2 separate regions of the Mus musculus genome follow, and region 1 is linked to region 2. A link is a contact called in public HiCAR-type data. All regions are on one chromosome and are shown on one strand. The core of a region is the stretch at or near the end of the contact, and the rest is flanking DNA. Distances in the headings are between cores, read along the strand shown. Region 1 holds the start of Zic4 (zinc finger protein of the cerebellum 4). Region 2 holds the start of Syncrip (synaptotagmin binding, cytoplasmic RNA interacting protein).

The links. HiCAR-type assays count read pairs that join an accessible place to other places.
Region 1: a HiCAR-type map of astrocytes shows a contact between it and region 2, with 3 times the contacts expected there. The contact joins the promoter of Zic4 here to the promoter of Syncrip in region 2.

Annotation. Positions count from the first base shown.
Region 1 is chr9:91,376,451-91,383,362 of GRCm38.p6, forward strand. It overlaps Zic4 (zinc finger protein of the cerebellum 4), which reads left to right and starts at 1,522. Exons shown (of 3, transcript NM_001374749.1): 1 at 1,522-2,952. The coding sequence starts at 2,244.
Region 2 is chr9:88,477,418-88,484,496 of GRCm38.p6, forward strand. Syncrip (synaptotagmin binding, cytoplasmic RNA interacting protein) reads right to left here and starts at 4,980. Exons shown (of 11, transcript NM_019666.2): 1 at 4,639-4,980; 2 at 3,189-3,348; 3 at 2,377-2,495; 4 at 2,154-2,261. The coding sequence starts at 3,336.

The DNA.
Region 1 (6,912 bases), core at 272-2,771, 2.9 Mb after region 2:
AGTTAGTGTTCCATGTAACTTGTTCAAACTTCTCCCTTCTCTTAAAGGGCTATGTTTTTGTTTTTGTTGTTGTTGATGATGATGATGTTGTTTCTTCTCAATCTTTAGAACTCTCTTTAAAAACCCAAAGGTTTCTGGGTCTTGTCCACATGTTCTTTGTCAACAGAGGATCCAAGAACTTTCTTTGGCATTTTTGAGCACAAGGACAGAGTCAGGGCCCTGAGCTCAGGAAGCAGTTGATCCTAGGACAGACAAGGTCAGTCATTCCTGAGCCAAAATTGAAATCTTCAATTGGTTTTCGTCAGTCAGCTATAATGGTAGTTCTAGACTGAAGGCCATGGATGTGCCAACTGTGCCATCCACTCTGTAGAGTCCTAAAGTGAGCAAGGACTAAGGTCAAAGTTTCTGCAACAAGTAGCCACAGACTGGAAGCTATCACAGTTGTCACTGGTGGAACCTTCATCTGGTACCACTGCACAGAATTCAGGACCCCCAGACTAGTCCCCTGGCCCATGGACTGGAAGGAAAGGATCTGTTCCTTCTATTTGTGTATTTGTGTGCCTTGAGCCGTTTATTTATTTATTTAGCCAGAATACCCGCGGGTAGATAAATGTGAGCTATGATGAAAAGAGACCTTTCAGGGAGCCTGAAGTGAGTTTGGAACAGTCCCTCCTCATGACCTCTTCTGGTCCAGTCTCTCTAGTCAGGGTGGGATTCTACTTCTAGGACTGCCAGTCACCGAGAGGAGGGAGAGGCAAGGCTAATTGGCAGGAGTAGAGAAGAAGAGGAAAGGTGAGTGAATAAAGGAGCAGAAACAGGACCAAGGTGCGGCAGACATGCAGGGTAGGCTTAGGGGAAATGAGAGCAAAGAAGAAGAAGAAAGAAAGACAAGGGGGGGAAGGAACTTCAGAAAAAGAAAGAATTAAATTGGGTCCTAAGCTCGCTACCGGAGGAGTTTCTCTGCTCCAGGCAGTCTGCAGTCTACTTTTCTGCCTTGATTTGGACCCTGTGCTTTAAGCTCAAAGACAAACTTTCCTAATTCTTGGAGGCACCTGAGTATTCAACTGTTCATAGGACTCTGCTCAACTTCTCCCGGAGTCGTCATAGGTATAAGCATAACCTAACACCGCTCGCTCACCTCCAGGAAGATGGAGGCAAAGCTCAGCACTCTGGAAGGAGGAGGGTGGTGGGGAGTTACAGGGAAGAAAAGAATCCGTGCCTGGGTCAGAGCGCATGAGCAACAGAAGCGTGAAATGCTATTGGGATTGGGGGAGGGAGCGAAGGAGGGAGAGGAAAGGAGGAGGAAGAGGAAGAGGAAGAGGGAGAGAGGGAGAGGGAAGTAGGGGGGAGAGAGAGAGAGAGGGAGAGAGAGAGAGAGAGAGAGAGAGAGAGAGAGAGAGAGAGAGAGAGAGAGAGAGAGAGAGATCTTGTCATCACTGACGTCGGTCCGGACCACCGGCCAATAGGCGACACAGGCAATTGTTCTCACGGTGGCCCGGGGCCGCGGCCCCGAATCTATTCATTTCCTTAAGCGTTCAGCCGCCGCCTCTGTAGTGCCCGGGGTTTCACACGGACATTAAAGACTGAGAAAACAGAAAGGAGGAGGGGGCAAACCCCAAACTTAAAAAACAAACAAACAAACAATCTCCGCCACTTTGCATAAGTTTCTCTCTCTCTCTCTCTCTCTCTCTCTCTCTCTCTCTCTCTCTCTCTCTCTCTCTGTCTCCTCTCTCTCTCCTCTCTCTCTCTTCCCTTTTCGTCTTTATCGGTTGTCCTTTCTTTGCACTATCACACTGCAGTAGCATTGGTGGCTGCCAGACCGAGGTGCAGCAGGCGGTCCTTTCCGGGCCCAGTGGGACATTGAAATTATTATATACACGTCTAGGACGCTTTAAAATCACTACCTCTTCCAACTTCACCACCTCCGAAATGACCCCTCCTATCATCTCCATCTTTGGCTTGGGAGCACCCCTTGGTGTTGGTGGACAAAGTAATCTGGAGATAAGGGTCTTACACCTCTGCAGCAGAGGCCGTGCCCCCAGGCACCCACAGACTCAGCCCTGCTGCCTTTCCCACCTACCCCATTATCGCTACCCCTTTCCAGCGCATGGCGCGGCAGGGGATTCGGCAGAACTGCAGCCCAGCCGGACGAAGGCGGAGGCTTTTTGACTTTGCTTGGTCTGCCAGCTTCACTGCTGGCACCGACCGGCTCAAGATCCCAGCACCGACTGCCAGAAACCTAGATGCGGCTGGGCAGAGTGTGTCCCCGGGGTCCGGGGAAAGTGCGAAGCCCACGCCACCGCTTCTCATGCACGTTATTTGTCTCGACAACAGGTAGCAGCTGTGGACACCATGGGCCCCAGCTCGCCGCTTCTTCGAACCCCTCCGTGCTTCCGGGCCTTCACGAGCAGCCTCCTCAGGCCTCCCACAGCCGTCCTTTGAACGGACTCCTGCGTCTGGGGATCCCTGGAGACATGTATGCGAGGTCGGAACCTTTTGCACCAGGGCCTATGGCCCGCAGCGACACTCTGGCAACAGCCACAGCCCTGCACGGTTATGGCGGCATGAACCTGACCATGAACCTCACCGCACCCCATGGCCCTGGAGCCTTTTTCCGCTATATGCGCCAGCCCATCAAACAGGAGCTCATCTGCAAGTGGCTAGGGGATGACAGCCCGATGTCCCCGCGTCCCTGCTCCAAAACTTTCAGCACCATGCACGAGCTGGTCACGCACGTCACTGTGGAGCACGTCGGTGGCCCAGAGCAGGCTAACCACATTTGCTTCTGGGAGGAGTGTCCGCGACAGGGCAAGCCCTTCAAAGCCAAATACAAACTTGTAAATCACATCCGCGTGCACACGGGCGAGAAGCCCTTCCCTTGTCCTTTCCCAGGGTGTGGGAAGGTCTTTGCTAGATCAGAAAATCTCAAAATACACAAACGAACACATACAGGTCAGTACTCAGTGCTGTCTGCGAGCCCTGGGACACAGACCCTTGGGTCTGAATTTTCTTAAGTTCCAATTGAGGGGAGGAGGGAGGTATTTTGGTATTCTTTCCATGAGCCAGATTTATAAAGCGGTAATTAACAGCTTCTGCTCCTAGACTCACCGTTTTCTGGAGGCTGTCTGGGCAGAGTGGCTCCAGAGTTCTGGGGTCCCTGTTGGTAAACTGGTGTTTCTAGCTTAGAGCTTTGATTTTATTTAGGATCTGGAGATTGAACCCTAGGCTATATCGCCAGTCCCAGTAGTTTGGTTTTAAGACATATTTTAAGCAGCATGGCTTCCCCCAAAGTCTTAAAGGAAATGGGAACAATTGCCTCACACTTACAGATTACTATTGGAAACTCTTCTTCCTTTTAGCCCCACCATCACCTGGACTGAGGGGTCATCTGACCCTTAATACCTTCTTTAGGATTTATGAGCCTTGGGGGCCTACTTTTGACTTGTTTTTGTGTTGCTAGCTCCACAGAAGGGACTTTTTTTGGTAACCCTCATTCTTATTTTAGTAGAGACCCAACGGGACCCACTGTCTTAAATGTCATTTACCGAGTTGTTAAGTGAAATAGGGACATGTGTCAACCACATCTGTTAGCTCTAGTTAACAGAAAGAAAAGGAGCTCGGTGAAGGAGCCTGGGAGTTGAACTCTTCTGGCCAGAAGCATCTAATTAATACAATTGCAAGAAGAAAGTTTTCACACTTTCAGAACAGCCTGTGAAGTTACATTAATTAGTTTAGCAGCCACCGTTTGACTCTCCTTACTCCCCCCCACACACACACCCCTCCTCGCTTGAAGTTTAAGAAGTCAGCGTCTTCTCCCCTCCCCCATCTTGGAGGCGGGAAATGGGAAGAATGATGCAGAGATCAGAAGAATTCCATCTTGGTACTCTAGTTTTGCAGGCGGTAGCTTCCCTTTCTACAATTCTTGTTAGAACAGCAACCCTTTTCAGAGTCCAAGTCCCCGATAGTTGCAGTACCCGGTAAGAAGCTTGCTAAATCTTCCCACAAACTGCCTTCTCCATGAGGTTTTAGTGGTAGAACACTGGCATAGGCTGAGGCAAGACCAAAGTCCAGTTTGGGCTCTTGTTCTTTATTCCCCTAGCATGTCAGCAAACATCTTGTACGGCTTTCTAAAGCACGTTATGAGCTCTTCCCCCCACTCTCTCTCATCCCTTTGGTCCCCTCTCTTCCCGAGTTATATCCCCAGGGACAGAGGAATAAGTAAGACCAGGATTCCAGACCTCAGACTAGCTGCTCCAGAGGCTGGCTGCCAGCACCGGGAAAGTGGATGCGCAATCCGGGGCTGGAGAAAGAACTCATCTTTAATGACAGGGATTTTGAAGCAAACAAACTTATACTGCTCTTTGCCGGCCCACTGTTTGAAGTCTGTGAAGCAGAAAATGGTTAAATTCTTAGCGTAATCGACCTACATCAGAGAAGCAAAAGTGTGCCTGGCTGGCTCTCAGGTTTGCTTGGACTCAAGGCAGAATTCTGCGCGTTCTTTTCGGCCTCTGTCCTAATTCATTACAGCTTGGGTTTAAAAAAAAATGAAAGAGAGAAAGAAAGAAAGAAAGAAAGAAAGAAAGAAAGAAAGAAAGAAAGAAAGAAAGAAAGAAAGAAAGAAAGAAAGAAAGAAAAGAGAAAGAAACCAAACCATAGAGCCTTCCCTGTTCCGGTGTCTCCCTCAAACCTCCTAAGTAATGGGAAGAAAAGGAGGAGGCAAAACAGCAACAAAATGTTTCTCAAATGGCAATAGAACTCTCTACAAATTATTCATGAAGACAGTTTTCGATTCAACAGGAAAATAATTGCCTTTTCAAATATTAATGGCGTTTCATTTCCTTGAGTCGCGGAAGCGGCGATCAGGAGCAGATTTCTTAGCTGAGATTCTCCCGAATGTGACTTCCAGGCCTGGCTCTGGAGGCAGCGGGTGAAGAAGGTTTCACTCTGTGGCTGTGACAGAGACCGGGGAACAATGGTAGGGCGGCGAGGGGAGACGCGGGCCAGGAGCGCGCGCCCGGTCAACCTCCCAAACTGGCGCGCCTCCCGGAACCCCCGGGGCCCGGGCTCTCCCCACTTTTCCCCCGCAGTCAGTCAGCCCTCGCGGAGGGCGAGGGGGGTGCAGGCCCGGCTCCCGGGCCGCTCTGGGGCGGAGTCAGGGCGAAAACAGATCCAGCCACAAGTGCCAGAAAATGGCGCTGGCCTAGAGGCCCCCGCAGGCCGGCGAACTTGGCGCCCGCGCTGACCGAGGCTCTGCTCGCTCTGAAGCCCGGGCCGAGGACCAGGACCGGGGCCAAGGCCCCAAGCCGGGGTCGGGAGGCTCGCGGCCTAGGCCTCCAGCCTGGCCTCCCTCGGGTCGTTCCGCGGGACCCAGGCCCGGCCCCGCGCCGCAGGGTCCACCCTCCCACCTAGAGCGTCTCTCGGGGGAGATGGGGGAGGGGAAGGGGAAGGGGTGGCGGGGTGGCGGGGCGGCGGGGGTGGGAGGGTCGTGGCGCTCGGAGCCCAGGGCGCCTCCTGCAGCAGGGCTACGCTAAGGCCCGCCTGCACCCGGCCTCCCAGGGGCCTGCTCACTCCCCGGTACTGATGCGTCTAGGCTCGGTACCTGTTCTTTTTTCTTCCCCGTTTCTCGTCTGGAGCGAAATACTCGTCTAGTTTACGCGACGAGACATTGGAATGGGATATGTGGCAGCAGAATCCCCCCCCCCCCAACTCCGTGAGGGAATTCTATCTTCAAAGTCTAACCTCAAACTCTATCCCTCAACCCACAAAAACCTTCATTTGTAGGTTGCAATTGATTTTTTTTTACAAGTTATTTTATGAAGAAAAAAAATAAAATAAAAAGAGGGAGGAGAGAGAAAAGTTTGGGTTTTCCAAACGCTGGTGGAGTCAAAGGAGAGAGATCTGGGGACAAATAGGGACACTGATTTGTTCATTATACATCTCCAATGTTTCGTAAGACTGTGCCTTGTCCTGTGAAAATGGCAGCGGGCAACATCTTCCAGAGGACCCTAGTGTACCAGCTCTACTACCGCGAGGGTGAGCACCATCAGTGGGCAGTGTGAGGGAGACGGGTTCGCCTGATTTTTTGCCTAAGCCAAAGGCAGGTTACATGCAAACCTCTATTTAAATCTGAGCGCCAGTGCCACGGCGGAATGGAGACTGTTGATTATATCAGGGAGTCTTCCCTGCAAACCGGGAAAGAAGCGATCACAAAGCCAACAGAGGCTCATCTTGTGTTCAGTCTTATGCTAGAGAAGTTTTAGCACCCCTGATCACCCCCAGGACCTTCAGTTGCTAAGATCACAGACACCTCTCCCTTTCCTTTTCGAAACAACCTCAGCTGAGCCAGAGATTTAGGGTTCTGGCTTCTGGGAGGGTCTGTGGTGGGAGTGGGGGTCATTTTCTCTTCCATAGAGCAGCAAATTCAAGCAGCAAGAAACTCCTGGACCGAGCCTTCCTCCAACCAATATTCCCAGCTTTGTGTGCGTTCTGGCCTTCCTGAATTTTGCCTAGACCTGCGGTATACCCGGTGGGCCTGGCCTGCTCCTAGCAGCCACTCACCCGAAGCTTGCCACAGTCAGGGCCGTGATTTCAACAGATTTAAGATCCCTCCTGGCCTGAACCGATTTTCATTTTCATCTATCAGCCTCTGGGCTCCTCTGGCCTGCGAGGTGGAACAGGCGGGCGGGTAATTGTCTGGGGAGGATCATAGACCTGGAATTGTCAGTTTGGACTGAGAGGGTCCCCTCTACACTCGATAAGGTCTCCGCGACACTGCTGGATCCGTATATTAAATAAATATTAATATTAAATAAATATTAAAATCGGCGAACACTATCTCGAGGAATTTCGGATAGACTAGGCAAGATTTGAAGAATGTTGGAGCATATTTGCCTTCAATGGGTAAAGTGGAAA
Region 2 (7,079 bases), core at 3,730-6,229:
AGCAACCTGCAAGATGTATATCCACTCTGCTAAGAAAAACCTCATTAAAAGCAAGCATGGCTTTAATCCCAGTACTCAGGAGGCAGAGCCCAGTGGATCTCTGAGAGTTTGAGACCCGCCTGGTCTACAGAGACAGAGTTCCAGTTCCAGAGTTACAGCCAGGACTACATTGAGAAAGAAATTCTGTCTCAAAACAAAACACACACACACACACACACACACAAGGAAAAAAACAAAAAGGAATACCTCATTAAAACTGCAACAATTTGACTACTACCCAACTCTGGATTTCTTATACCCCACCCCAAGATACACAATACCATTTATGGGCATTTTGTCACCTCCAAAGATACTGCTCCATGCCTTAAATCGTTGTCTATAAACTTGGGAGGCTATATGAAAAGCTTTTCTATTACTTTCTGTCAAAAGTGTTATGTGTCACAAACATGCTTCATTAAGAAGAAAATAGCCACAATGATTTTGAAAAGCAATAAGAAACTACAACCATAAGCTGGGCAGTGGTGGCGCACGCAGACCTTTAATCCCAGCACTTGAGAGGCAGAGTTCGAAGCCAGCCTGGTCTACAGAGTGAGTTCCAGGACAGGCAGGGCTACATAAAGAAACCCTGTCTCGAAAAAAACCAAAAAAAAGAGAAACTACAACCATAAGTCTAGATTTATCTCCCTCAACTTGTTATTACATCATTACAGATACAAGTGACAAAAAAAACATATGTAACCTGTCTAGCCATTTAAGCACAAAATACCCGTTCTCTAATCTATCAACTATGAAAGTTCTCTAAGTAACAAAACTATTGTATGAGCTGACAAAGTAAAAAGACCATATCACGAAACTTATCAAAATGTTGTTAAGAGATTGGAGACTGAGTCACCTCAATCCCCCATAATGTAATCTGTTTTACTCAAAGTGAATTATATATGAAATTGTGGGAGGGACTATATATAGGGTGTTTGCTTAATGTAACCTATTCCCCCCCCAATAAACTGATTGATGCAAATGTATCAATTTAAAAAGTATTCATAAACTTTGAATCAAAGTTTCACAAAAAGCTGTATGATCTAAATAGCTTTTTTATTAGCACTCAAATTTTATTCCTTAAAGGTATAATAACACTATGAAGGGCTAGAGAAATGGCTCAGTGGTTAATAGCATTAAGGCCCCAAGTTCAAATCTAAGCACCAACTAACTCTTTTCAGAAATTCTTAGTAAATTTTCCAATCACACTGACACAATTGCAATAGAGATTACAATCCCCCCCCCCTTTTTTTTTTTTTTTTGGTTTTTCGAGACAGGGTTTCTCTGTGTAGCCCTGGCTGTCCTGGAACTCACTTTGTAGACCAGGCTGGCCTCAAACTCAGAAATCCGCCTGCCTCTGCCTCCCTTGCTGGGATTAAAGGCGTGTACCACCACGCCTGGCTTTATAATCCCCATTTTTATTGGAAAACTAAATTCATTCACAATCATGTGTAAAACTCATGATTTCTGTTAACTAGTAATTTCATTTTCCAATCTTGTCCACATGACCTACGCTTTCTTTTCCAATACAGGTAAAATATACATTTATGCCCTTCTTAGCAACTGGTTTTCTTAAACCATAGCCCTGCCTCAAGAAGTGGTACCTTATTAAAGAATACCAACTAAAAACTAATATAAACCATACTCTTTTAACTTTAAAATCTCACCAAGAACACTACCTTAATTATGAGGCCATTTAATCTTCCTGTGACCTTAAATCCAACCAACCTGAAACAAAAGATACTTTCACTCCCACCAATTGTCTATGCTTTCCATAGATGGTTGTAGAAATAACCCAATAAAAGAAACAATTCTTAAATTCTAAATTCATTGGGACCCTAGCCAAAAACAAAAAACAAAAACAAAAACAAAAAAACCCGCTTTAAATTTTTCTTACAATTTGGAATTGACCGCACAGGTTGGATTTAGTGGCCAGACAAAAGTCAATGACTTTGAAAAAAACAAAAATAAAACCGGATATAGTACTTCCCAAAGTCTAATTATTACAAGACAATAACCTTAGAAATATATACACCCCATGCCACACTTCAGGACTATTTAACAGTTAGTAAATAACTGAGACGGACTTAAAGCCACAGAAAGCTTTAGGGACATACCTTAATCTTTGCCTCATCTGGTCCTTTACTAGAGTCTGCTACTTTGGTCCCCTGTTTTTCTCTCTGCCTGTAAGTCTTCATGACTCCACATAAAAAGGCACTTTTGTTCTGTAAAGACATTTACCATTCATATTTAACATTAAGTTTATGTCTAATAAATTTAAATTAACACATCAAAAATATTTTTTTAATTCTTTCTACACTGACATGAAATTAACATTACCTGAACATGAGAGAGATCACTGTCTTTAAACTGTTGAAGCACTGCCAATGCGCCGTCTTCATTGAACTCTTTTAAAGCTTCGATAGCTCTTTCATCTAAATCACTATGTGCAACTAGCCCTGGAGAAGAAAAAATTTAGTGAGTTATCACCTTTTAAATTTTCTAAATTATTTCATCAGAGTCCTGCATTGGGTAATACAGGTACACATATGACAATGATTCTACCCTCCTTGCCCTCCCCTTATCTACATAATGAAAAACATACTAAAGTCCTCTTAACCACACAGAAAGGAGTCAACGTATTATATCCTGTTTTTGTGTCCAAGTAGTCCTGAACACTGCAATATTTCTACAGTAAATATATAGGCCTACAAATCCTAAAGTCAACCAACACAACACCAAGTGTAACAACTGAACCTCTCCTCAAAGTCAAGAACCACTAGAAAAAGGAACCACCACACCAAGAAAGACAAGAACTAGCCTACAGTTACCAAGTTATTAAACAAGAATCCTGCTATAAAAATACCTCAAAAAGTCACATGGGCTCCTCTCAACATTTAGCAGCTGTTGCTACTATCATATACTATCCATCAGGCCAGACAGCCTTCCCCTAGGGAGGTCTATTCCCCCATTTCAGCCCTCCCTCTACACTTTAACCTCTAAGCTCAAACCTAAATTAACCAACTATCAGAACAAGGCAAAGCTCCAGTTCCCACGTTTATTGGAAACCACAAAAAGTTGCTATTTTAGCTCAAAGCCAGAAATCCAATAGAAAAATTTCATAATGTTATTTTGCAAGTGTTAGTTCTTACCTGCAACGTAAATTTCATCTAGTTTTTCAGCAACTTTCTGTGGTAAACCAGCATCAAGCAATGTCTGAAAATTTTCTGAATGGATAACTGCTGAAGTAGTATCCATGGGCTCTTCAGTACCATTTCCATTAACATGTTCTGTAGCCATGTTTCCAGAGATCTGTTCAAACGCAATAAGCAAAATTAAACTAGGATCTTCAAACAGAATAGAGGACAATGACAGTCCCAATCTTTACTTTCTCTACCACTTAACTACAACCAGCCAGCCTGAACCTCCCTTGAAAGAAACCTTAAAATCACTATCGCCTGACAAGCCAGATTTTGGAGCTCGGGTACAGAAGGACCGATTCACTAGATTCTTCCTGAGCACCACCCCTGACTTCACCTGCTAACACTCACTGAGAAAAACCTTATTACAAATGAAGCCCAATCAGCACAGCGACCGGCCCAGCCTGCCACATGCAGCAGTTCCAAAACGGAGAATAAGGTGTGTGAAGCAAGCAACGCTGGGCTTGTCTCTCTCCAAGGTAAACCAGAAAGTGCGCTTTTCCCGCCTGCCGCTTATAGATCAGTAACAACAGCCAGCGAAGAACAAAGCGCTCACACAAGCCACCTTCCCACCACCCAATTCCTCCACCCTTCACCCCCACACCCCAAAGCCCGCCCCCGACTCCGCACCCGGAGCGGCAGCCTCGCCACTGCGGCCGCCAGGAACCCATTAGAAACACGTGCTCTGCGCCTTCAAATGTCCTACAACTTCCTTCAACGGAAACCCACCGAGTACCGGGCCAAGACGGTCATCACCGCCTCCCAACATCAACCCGCAGTCGCGGTGCGAGCCCCCTGAACCGTGCAACCGCACCATCTCGCCCCTCAACACTGAGGCCGCCGCGGCGCCAGGCCACGGGCTTTCCCCGCCCCCCAGCGCTGCCGTCTCCGCCGTGACACATGGCTCTCCGCCCCGGGCGCTCCCGGGCGCCCGCGACCCCCAGCCTCCCGCACCCCTCGGTGCAGTGGCTGCGGCGCCGAGGCCGACAGCCCGCGCGGGGAGGGCGTTCCGCCGCCAAGCACACGCCCGCGGGAGCCGAGCACCGCCCAAGCCCGCCGGCCGGTCGCGGGACAGCACCCCGCGCCTCTCCGCCCACTCCCGCGCCGCCGGCCACGACAGCACCAAGTCCGCCGCTCGCGCTCCGCGCGGGCCATCGGGCTGTCGAGGCGCCTCCTCCCGGAGCGCCGCAGACAAAGCCCAGCCGCGGCTGCACATGGGGAGAGGAGGAAGTGGCGGCGCGGCCGCGGCCTACTCTCCGGCAGCCCCGGCCAACGTGCTCTTCTCTCCCCCTTGGAATCCATTTTCCAGAAAAGCCGGTTTCTCCCCGCGCCGCCCTCCCCCAAGCACCCTCCACAATGTCACGGAGCTCCCCTCCCGGACCCGGGGGCCCGCGGTCGTTACCTCCCCGCGGGGCTGGGGCCGAGGAATCCTGTCCGACCGGGTCGGCTGGCGGGGAACGCGTGCTCGCTGCTCCCTGTGTCCGGCGCGAGTGGAGCTGTTGTAAAATGGCGGCCGAAGCTCACGCCGCTGGCAGCAAACCCGATCCAGTTCCACTCGCCTCCGAGCGCGCTCCCGGTGCGCGCGCGCCCCCGCGTGACCCCCCTTCCCTCCCCTCCCTGGCGCGTCCGCTTCTCTCCCTCACTCCCTCAGCTCAGCCCCTGCCCTCCGACAGCTCCTCCTTCTCCCCTCGCCACCTCCGCCGGCCGCTAGCCGCCCTGTCCTCTCAGCCTTCGTCCTTCCTTCCCTGCACCTCCTCCCCCAGCTTCCCCACTCCCGTCCGCGGCCGCTCACACACGAGTGGCCGCCCTTCTTCCTCTCTGGCTCTCTCTGGCTTCACGCCCTCCCTCGCTAGCTCTCTCTCGGCCCCGTCCCCAGTCCCTGCCGAGTCGCTCTTTCTCTCTCCCGCGCTGACGTGACGACGCAGACGACGCCGCGGGACGCGCGCCCGCGAGCCCCGCCTCTCGCCCCGCCCCTAACTCCCGGTCGGGGGGGGGGGAGAGACCCCGCCCTTCCGCCGCGGCGACAGCGAGGGGCCGAGTGAATGAGAGACCCGCCCTCTGTGCGGACACTCCCTCTCGCTCCGCGGGCGGGGCCGCCGGCTCGGCGTGTCCCACTCGTTCTTTGTCAGGAGACAAGCATATCCCCACCCCGCCCTCCCCGCCCCCCACCGCCCCACCGCCGGCCTGGGCTCCGAGGGTGCCCGACGTTGGCTGCCCGCTCTGCCGGGGCTGGGGCTGTCGCCGCCGCGGCCGCCCCGCGCCCTGGGCGCTGGAGAAGCTGCAGGCGCACGTGTCCCCCGGGGCGGGGCGAGGCGAGGCAGACAATGGGGCTGCGGGGGAGGGGAGCTGCACGGGGAACGGCGGAGCTCGGGGCCACCCGGTGGCGGGGCTGGAGTTCGGGAGTCACCCCGGGGAGCCCCGGCTTCCGCTGCTAGACAATGGGGTATCCCGCGGCCCGGCGCGCGCCGTCCTCCGCTTCCACGAATACCCTGGGCGGAGGGAGGGGCGCCGCGGGTTTGCGAGGAAATCCCTGTGCCTCCGGCTCGGGGATGACAGGGAGGCCAGATTTGGAAGCTTAACCGACCCGGTGGTGTTGGATTGTGCAATATTCCGTTTCTGTCCCTGGCCTTTTAAGCAGTTAAGTGCTCCTCCTGGCACACTTTGAACAACTTGAAGCAGCACAAAGCTGCGTGATTAGGACTACTGTGAGGGAAATGTGTTTCTTTTCAAGCATCTTGGCAATTAAATGTTATGTGAAGTGACATTTCCTTTGTAACCATTTACTATGGACAAGAAAGACAAGACAAAGGCGTTTGTATCTCAGGCGATATGGATACTAATTTTATCCAGAGCGACTGTAATGAAAAATGGCATTATCCTCTTTGAAAAAAAAAACAAAAAACTACAATTAGAAAGCTACTTGTTCTTCCAAATGAGCTTTATGCTATGATAAGCCAGTAAGTAGTCCAAGGAAACTTAGATAAACACTCTTCAAAGTGCCTAGACACATAAAATTGAGCTTTTTTTCTGTTGACAGGTGGATCAAGTAGGAAATATTTCTGAAGTACTGCTATCCAAAACCTGCTTAATAAGGCTTTGCCTATCCACCGCCTACATCCCATACTACCAAACATATCCTTGCTATGGTATTTAATTAATTCAGCAAGATATTATAGTTAGTACCACAAAAGTCTGGATAATGATAGCATTGAAAAAACAACCAAAGTGGTAATAGAAAGACCGTAGGTTAAACAAGGTGGAGAAAGTTTGATACTTACAGTTCTTATTTAATGAGCCCTGAATAGAAAAGTGCCCCTCCCTAGGCAATGTCAAGAATTCTCGAATTGAAACCTCTCCTCTCCAACTCTGACCTAAATTCCTTTCATGTTTTAGACCCTTTTTTTCCCCTTGCATATTTTAAAAGATTTAATTATCTGTATGTGTGTGTCAGCATGTGAGTATGAGCATGTGAGTGCAGGTGCCCACAGAGGCAATGGATCCCACTGGAGCTGGAGTTACACGCAGTTAAGAACCAAACTTGGGTCCTCTTAAAAGAGCAGTAAGCCCCCTTAACTGCTGAGGCACGTCTCCAGCCCCCATACTTTTTTGGTTTTTTGGGTTTTTTTTGTTTTTTTTAAGGATTTCTGATAACTCCTGTGTTTCAAAAGAACCTGAGCACCAGATCCTTCCTTTAATGTGTAATCCCAGCAGGAGGAAGAGGCTAAATAGCAAGTGTCAGGGCAGCATGCTCTCTGAAAAACAAAACAGCCAACATGCACAGAGTTAGTTACCATTGACAATCATCTATTAGCATGGACAGTCATGCCTTAGCGTCCAACAGCA